Regions from separate parts of the Mus musculus genome. Here region 2 is linked to region 1. The links are chromatin contacts, called in public Hi-C maps. All regions are on one chromosome and are shown on one strand. Each heading gives the region's core, a stretch centred on a gene start, on an enhancer-like site or on the middle of the called end of the contact. The rest is flanking DNA. Distances are from core to core; before and after follow the strand shown.

Evidence for each region. A called contact is a pair of places that touch in the nucleus more often than the background predicts.
Region 2: a contact with region 1 is called in a Hi-C map of Th2 cells, with 5 times the contacts expected there. The contact joins two enhancer-like sites. A contact is called at or near these places in 2 of 15 datasets of contacts at CTCF or cohesin (large pre-B cells and pro-B cells), 2 of 484 Hi-C or Micro-C datasets (Th1 cells and Th2 cells) and 2 of 115 datasets of contacts at active chromatin or transcription factors (Th17 cells and large pre-B cells).

The regions. Positions count from the first base shown.
Region 1 is chr15:9,453,073-9,457,232 of GRCm38.p6, reverse strand. The region is part of intron 1 of Capsl (calcyphosine-like); the gene reads right to left. Among named protein-coding and RNA genes, the nearest start is that of Capsl, 19 kb to the right of the region's middle. Within about 2 kb of position 1,787, at least 86 of the 459 cell types and tissues checked have an H3K27ac peak or open chromatin away from gene starts, as enhancers often do. A contact at or near this core is called in Th17 cells and Th2 cells, where this site is marked.
Region 2 is chr15:9,665,891-9,670,050 of GRCm38.p6, reverse strand. Spef2 (sperm flagellar 2) reads left to right here. Exons shown (of 37, transcript NM_001305042.1): 17 at 1,150-1,261; 18 at 2,760-2,917. Among named protein-coding and RNA genes, the nearest start is that of Spef2, 81 kb to the left of the region's middle. Within about 2 kb of position 2,315, at least 7 of the 459 cell types and tissues checked have an H3K27ac peak or open chromatin away from gene starts, as enhancers often do. A contact at or near this core is called in Th17 cells and Th2 cells, where this site is marked.

The DNA.
Region 1 (4,160 bases), core at 538-3,037:
CCCTGGCTGTCCTGGAACTCACTTTGTAGAACAGGCTGGCCTCGAACTCAGAAATCCGTCTGCCTCTGCCTCCCAAGTGCTGGGATTAAAGGTGTGCGCCACCACTGCCCGCCTGAACCATTATTTAATAGTAAATTTCTCAGCATTCACTTGTTTGAACAAATTGTGTGTGCTCTATATTATTTTTATTTATAATGCTCCATATGCCTTTGACTCAACATTTAAAATTCTCCAACTTGGATTAAATGCTAACCTCTGTTGCTTTTGTTTTCATTGTGTTTCTCAATATGAATGCTACTGATGCTTAGCAGTAACTCATATATTCCCTTTAGGAGGTTAATAGCCTCAATACCTAACAAGGTTTATAAGAAAATTGATAAACCAATTCTCTCCCCCTCTCTGTCTCTGTCTCTGTCTCCATCTCTCTCTCTCTCTCTCTCTCTCTCTCTCTCTCTCTCACACACACACACACACACACACACACACACACACACACTCACACCTTTCTCCATTTGTTTTTGTTTGTGTAATAAATATTCAGATATAGAAGAAGGTAACCTGGGCAGTCCAGACTTAGTTCGCACAGCTCTTACTTCAGTGGAAAAAGCCCAAGACCAAAATCCTAGAGACCTGATTTCTGACAATATCATGATGTCACTGACATCACACCCCACACTAAAGTGTTTCTGAATCCAAAAGACCCTTTGAGCACAACATATGTCAGGTTGGACTTGGCCTACAAAGGAGTCCTTTAAACCTATTCATGGTGAATATGAGCTTACCCCCCAAAGTCTCCACTATTCACTGCTTATGACAATATGGACCAGAGAACACACAGCACCAGGATCTGCTCAGCATCTGATGAGGGACACAGCAGGCATCACATACCACAGCAGGAGCATGCTAGCTCCAGGACCCTTTGCTCTTTTGTCAAGCCATACTATAGTCAATATGGAGATCCCACCTGTAGACTTCCTTTAACTTTAATTTTTATCTCAGAGATCCTACTCAAAAGTGCTATTGATGCATGAAAGGTGGGTGCACATTAGGAACAGGAACCAAAGTATAGATTGGTAAAATAACTTTCCTGCAAGTGGCCTCAAACAGCAGACATTGGACTTTTGAGTCTTAGCAGAACTCTTTCTCTTCCACCATGTGTATCAGCATGTAAGTGAATTTTTCTGGCACTTTCTTATGCAAAATAAAAACAGAGTTTGGGAAGAGCAGATACTGGGAATTGGGACTCTGCCTACTTCTGCCTTCTGAGGCCAATTCTACCAGGGATGATGTAAGCTGATATCTCTGAATATGACTTGATAAATTCAGGGGGGAAATTATAGCCAAGCATGGTGTTTGAAATGCCCATATTAACCATCCTTCTCCATAATTTGGTCCCTCAACTCATCGACAAACAACCAATATTTACTACGTTATGTCCTCTTTTCAATGTACCATCTCAGGCCAGGAGGAAAGAGGGGTACCTGAAAGAACCACGCTCTTAATTTGAATTCTGAGGCCTAATATTAAAGCAGAACAGGACAAAAAAAGTTTTCAGGACCTGGGGTTTGAAAGAAAGGCAGGATAGAGTCCTATTTCTGATAAAGAAATACACACTCAAGAGATCTGAGGTTTCAATGGCACATGCAGCCTCTGGATACAATATCATGATGTCACTGACATCACACCCCACACTAAAGTGTTTCTGAATCCAAAAGACCCTTTGAGCACAACATATGTCAGGTTGGACTTGGCCTACAAAGGAGTCCTTTCTGACGCATGTGACCACAGCACCACCATGTGTTGGCTCAGCATATGTACAGTTCTCTCATCAGAGGCACAGTTCTGTCCATGTCTTCTATGGATGTCTGAGAGATTCATTACCTCTAACCAGTTTGCTAGGTGTGGGGCAACGGAGGACACAGATGGCCTGGAATCCCCCTCTAGTTCCATGACCGAGCTATCCAAGGACGCAGATATCACAGCCCAGCACACGGACTTTCTGAGGTGTCACAATGCCTACATTTTACTCATAATAGAAGGTAAAAGTTATCAAGGCTAGAGCTATGAGACTCTGACAAGGCAGAGCACCATATATTTTAGACGATTGCTGTACCACATGCTTTGGACAAAGCAGAAGAGTAAATAACATAAGTGGACCAATCTTTATTTTCATTCCCTTTGTATGTGTCCATGGACATGTATGTCACATGTGTAAGGGTACACAAGGAGGACAGGAGAGAGCTGGACGCTCTGAATCTGGTTGTGGGTAGGTTTGAGCTGCCTGACATGAGTGTTGAGATCTGACCTAGGGTCTTCTGGAAGGGCAGCAAGTGGTCTGAACTGCTGAACCAAACCATGGAAGGCTGGTGGAGACTGAAAGGAAGTGTTGGAAGGAGAGATGGGGAAAGTATAAAACCAGCCAGGTAACTGACTTCCAATTCAAAGGAGCTTAGGATGAGACTAAGGGATGAAGGTGGACTACAGTGCTTACAAAAAGGAAAGAACAGTGATGTAGAGAACCCTGTGGGTGAATTGAAGAGAAGGTACAGAAGATAAGGTGTGCGACCAAGTGGAGCCTGGTGCATCCAATATGACAGCTGGACCCTTTGGACAGTGATGAATTCATTTAAAATGGCAAGTGACTGAACTGGGAGTTTGAGGGGAAGGGAAGACTAGGGTTACAAAGCTGTTGATTGCCTCTACCTCTCCCTACCCTCGCCCAGCTACACACACAATGGCAAGTGAAGGGGATATCCACAGAGCAGCAGAAGGCAGTGACTGGGAGATCTGGAACAGAGGCTGAGTGGAGTAGCCAGCCACAAAGGAGACTGGTGCACTGGGGCCAAGCTGGCTTGCTCACTCCATCGCTCTTTTGTACAGTTGGCTGCTGCCCCTGACAGAGTTCTCAGCCAGGATTTCCAGCGTTCTTGTCGGATGAGATGTGGAAAGTTGCAATTGCAGGGATCTGCTTCTGAGAGCATGTCTTTTTCTTGTTTTCTTTTCTTTCTTTCTTTTTTTTTTTTTTTTACAATAAAGATAAATTTATTTTGACTATCACGTGAAAAGAGAAAAGAATGATATGTGTCATAAGGAATTTTTTAAACATACAGAAAGATAGATGGACAAATGAATAGATGAATGGATAATAGATAGATAGATAGATAGATAGATAGATAGATAGATAGATAGATAGATAGATAGATAAAAGAGACAGAGACAAATGTGTCTTCCTTTTATCTTTACTATTTTCCTGCTCAAGAAAGCAAACATGTGTCCTTTCCTATAACCTCAGATTTTTTTCTTTTATTTAAAGTTCATGATTCTTATTAGTCTTCCTTCTCCAAACTTCACACACAAGTTTATCAAGTCTATTCTGCATTAATCTTCCTTCCTTCCTTCCTTCCTTCCTTCCTTCCTTCCTTCCTTTCTTCCTTCCTTTCTTCCTTTCTTCTTAAAGGTTCTGTTTAGGCTTACCTGTAGGGAATAAAGATTCAATAAGGCCCCACCTGCACTTCTCCACTCCATTGGGTTGTCTTAGTACTACCTGGTGGCTGCAAACTGAATTATCCCTCCCTCTTCCCTCCTCCCTCCCTCCTTCTTCCCTCCCTCCTCTCTCCTTCCTCCCTCCCTCCTTCCTTCCTTCTCCCTCCCTCTGTGGGTCCCCATGGCCTTGGGTGAAGACAGAATGACATGGCTCCTGCCCCTGGGACACGGCCAATATACTTGGGCCTCCACAAGTGTCTGTGACTGCCAAGAGCATAAGGCTTGTTTGTATATGTTGTACATATTTTCAGGGTCCTCCAAGGAATGTCCTCCCAGTTAATGTTAATGACTTCATGGCACTTAGAGATAGCAGGGGTCCTGAAGATGAAGGTGTGTCTAATGTCTCAGCAAAATGGTAAAAGCTCGGACCTCCAGGACAGCCCTTAATATATATAGTATTTGAAACATATATAATTTTTCAATTATGCAAAAATGTTAGGATGCAATATAAATTGTATAAGGAACAGATGCAGCAACACTATGAACTGGCTTGGCAGAAAGATACAAAGTCAGGCAGATACAAATGCAGGCCAATTCTTGAGTTCAAGGTCAGCCTGGGACAGAGGGAACTTAGGCACAGGTGTGGTAGAAATGGTAATTTCAGGACAAGGTCCCAC
Region 2 (4,160 bases), core at 1,066-3,565, 210 kb before region 1:
TTATGCCACCAAGTAAAATTGACCTCCAGATAGGAATGGGTTATGTCTTGAGACGTGGACCTGTACAGCCCCATAAATATACCCCAAATATCATATGGTATTGCCAAGAATATTAGTTACCATCAATAAACTGAGAGTAAAGTCATCCTTGCTGAAAATATCACTTATATACACATGAGAAAATAGAGTTGTTGCCCAACTAGAAGACTCATGCCCTAGTGACTATCAGTCATGGTTCTTGGAGAGACTTTGCACAATGCCAAAGGAGAGAAGTAAACATCAGAAACACCCAGCACCAGACCCTATGACCTACAAAGACCCATCTATAATATATATTGGTGTAATAGTACACAAACATTATGGGAGTAACCAACCACTTTCTACAAGTTGAATTTAAATTCCACTCCATGAGATGAAACCCATACCTGACACTTCTTAAATAGTCAAGAATCAAAGACTAAGTAGGGGAACAGAATTAGAGGAAAACCTACTACTAAGGCTTCTAAAGGAATATAGCAATAGAATTACCCTTAATGACATATTCCTATACCCGTAGATCAAGGCATCACTCAATCCTTATAAAACAAGCTGCTCCTTAAAATAGATGGAAGTCAACAAAGAGACTCACAGCTGGACAATGCACAGAGAAATAGAGGCTTTGAACCTCTCCTTCCTAAATGTATACCTTCACCAATCAGCCAATCAGCTCCCATAAAGGCTCGGGGATCTATGTGGAAGAGGAAGCACAAAGATTTTAAGGGTGTGTGTGTGTGTGTGTGTGTGTGTGTGTACTTTTGTGCATGTGTCATCCTTTCCATTTTGTTTTGGGAGTTTTTGTCTTATTGCATGTTTGTTTTGACCAATGTTTTTGTTTATTTTATTTTATTTTTTGAGAAAGAAGAAGAAATTGTATAGGTAGAGAGGTGGTAGAGAATCTGTGAGGAGGTGGAGAATGAAAAGAACATAATCAAAATATATTCTATTTAAATATATTTGCATATATTATATATGTTAATATAAACACTGAAACATTTGTAAACCAAAATATGGCTATTTCTACCTGGAATCTTGCACAAGTATGTTTTGTCAGTAAGTAGCAACTTTGATTGGTTTGGTTGATTGTCTAATTAAGTAATTTTTGTACCATAGCTAAAGAAATCTCACATGAAATTTCTCATGAAAATGTTGGCCGTCCTGGAACTGGTACAAGCCAAGATAATAAGAGCGAGGACCGGAACTTAAGAGACCACATACAGCACAGGTATGTTTTCTGCTTTGTGCACTTCCTATTTGTTGCCCTTCAAAGAGGTGACAATTGGTGACTTTCAAATGATAAGAATCTACAAAAAAGAAAGGAGATTCATCCCCTACCACAGAATCTTCTACAGGTTAAATCAAAACTATGTTTCTGCATTGAGTGAAATAGTATGTGAAAAACGTTTATATTTGCAGCCACAGTTGTCAGAGTCTGGGGAAACAAGCCAATCAGAAAATGCTTTTAAGCAAAAAATATCTTTTAAAAATCTTTAGCACAAAAATGAAATAATTTTAAAAATCAGGTTATCTTTACAATGTTCAGTGCCTTAAAAATGGCTTGTACACTGGGTCAGGTTGACACTCCTGCTAATGTATCTCTCAAATACCAACTCATCAACAGCTTGCTTTTAAGACAGTGAATCATGTTTATGCGACTCCCTTTTCTTACCCTATTATGCAACATATAATGTATTGAAATACATTGTAACAATGTATTTTGTGTGTGTGTCTAAAAAGAGAAGAAAAGAATGAAAAGTATATAAATGCATTAGTGTAGGTGAAACAGTTTCAGGTTTGATGGCTACGATTTTAGGCATGATTAACTTCAACCTTGAGACATACAATCATTTTATCTGTCATTGGTTCAAACTTTAGCATTAACATGATTAATAAAATTACCTGACAAAAAAAGGCCAAGAAAGTAAAAGAAGAAAAAATGTGAAAAAGAAAATGCTTTTAAGTTATATCTGTAGAATTCAGCAAACACTACTACCAGTGAAAGATCACAGAATTTCAAAGAACTGAAAGTCAAAACTGAAAAAGTTTATAGTAGCTTTTCGAGTTTACCAAAATGAAGTTACCTGGATTTCTCTGAATTGTGTGTAACTTTTCTTTGGAAAAGAAAATTTAGACAAAATTAGGCAATTTCATGAAACTCGAGATATCTAAAAATAAATGAGCAGGAAGTATAATTTGAGCTATAGGAAGCTGTCTATGCTCTAAGGGTGGGGGAGGGAGACAATGATTCAAGAATAACTTTTTACAAAGCTAACTAGCCTGTGCCTTCTCTCCTTACCTAAAGACCTCTTCACTTTGTATCTATAAGGGAAATAAAAAGTATGACCTGAGTGTTGGGGCTATGGCATCACTGAAAGAGCCATTAAATGAAGTCAGCCATTACTGTGAATGATATTTTCTTTCATTTTCAAACAGAGATTTGAACAAAAGCCAGATGTTTGCCAAATGCTTAGCATTTTCAAACCTTTCCATCCATACTTCTAAAATTCTAAAGCTTAAACCTTGATGCCATCAGACAAGTTCTTTAAATTTAGTATTTTTCCATCACATATAGATTCCATAAAAGTTAATTTTGGGGACTGAATTCCATGGCCAGGCTACTTCTTCATTATGAACTGTCAATCTACTAGATATCATGTTTAATGTCTTTTTACACAAACACTTAAATGAGTACCACATAGTCATATAATGTCTTTATTTCGCAGAATTGTTGGCTTCTTGGACAACTGGCCACTGTTGGAAGAGTGGTTTACACAGCCAAAAAACATTCTGACGAAAGTCAATGCTGAAATAGATGAAGCGCTCTTATGCCAAAAAGTAAAAGAAATTTTTGCTACTGAAACAGTAAACAAAAAGATCAAAGGTAATCCTATGCACATATGTTTGCGAACATATTAAATGGTTAAGAGTAACCATTGTATCTTGATCATATTCTTCCTCTCCCAACTTCTCACAGATCCACCCCACCCCCGCATTTCATACCAACCCAACTTTTTGTCATCAAGTATTTTTCTTTTTTCCTTTCTTTCTTCTCTTTCTTTCTCCCCTTTCTTTCCTTCTCTTTTTCCTTCCTTCCCTTTCCCTTCTTTCTTTCCTTCTCTTTCCTTCCTTCTTTCCTTCCTTCCTTCCTTCCTTCCCTTTCCCTCCCTTCCTTCCTTCTTTCCTTCCATCCTTCTGCTTGCTTGCTTGCTTGCTTGCTTTCTTTCTTTCTTTCTTTCTTTCTTTCTTTCTTTCTTTCTTTCTTTCTCTCTCTCTCTCTCTTTTCTTTTCTTTCTTTTTTTCTTTTCTTTTCTTTTCTTTTCTTTTCTTCTCTCTCTCTCCCTCCCTCCCTCCCTCCTCCCTTCCTCCCTTTCTTTCTTTCTCTTTTTCTATTTTTTTTTTTTTTTATATTTGGAGGCAAGGTTTCTCTGTGTAGGTGTCTTAGTCAGGGTTTCTATTCCTGCACAAACATCATGACCAAGAAACAAGATGGGGCGGAAAGGGTTCATTCGGCTTATACTTTCATACTGCTGTTCATCACCAAGGGAAGTCAGGACTGGAACTCAAGCAGGTCAGAAAGCAGGAGCTGATGCAGAAGCCATGGAGGGATGTTCTTTACTGGCTTGCCTCCCCTGGCTTGCTCAGCCTGCTCTCTTATAGAACCAAGATTACCAACCCAGAGATGGTCCCACCCTCAAGGGGCTTTCCCCCCTTGATCATTAATTGAGAAAATGCCTTACAGTTGGATCTCATGGAGGCATTTCCTCAACTGAAGCTCCTTTTTCTGTGATAACTCCAGCTGTGTCAAGTTGACACAAAACTAGCCAGTACAGTAGGTCTGGCTGTTTTGGAACTCACTCTGTAGATCAGGCTGTCTTTGAACTCAGATATCTGCCTGCCTTTGCCTCCTATGTGTTGAGATTAAAGGCACAAGCCACCACCATCCAGCACATTGTTATTTTAACTCACAAAATCCACTTAATTGCTGTCTATATATTCTTAGGTGTGTGATCATCCATTTGAGTTGGTAGACTAACAGTAGTTTTACCATTTACACCTGGCATCCTACATCTCATATCATACTGCTTGAGTTATTTATTATTTTCATTTCATGAGATAGTAGGATG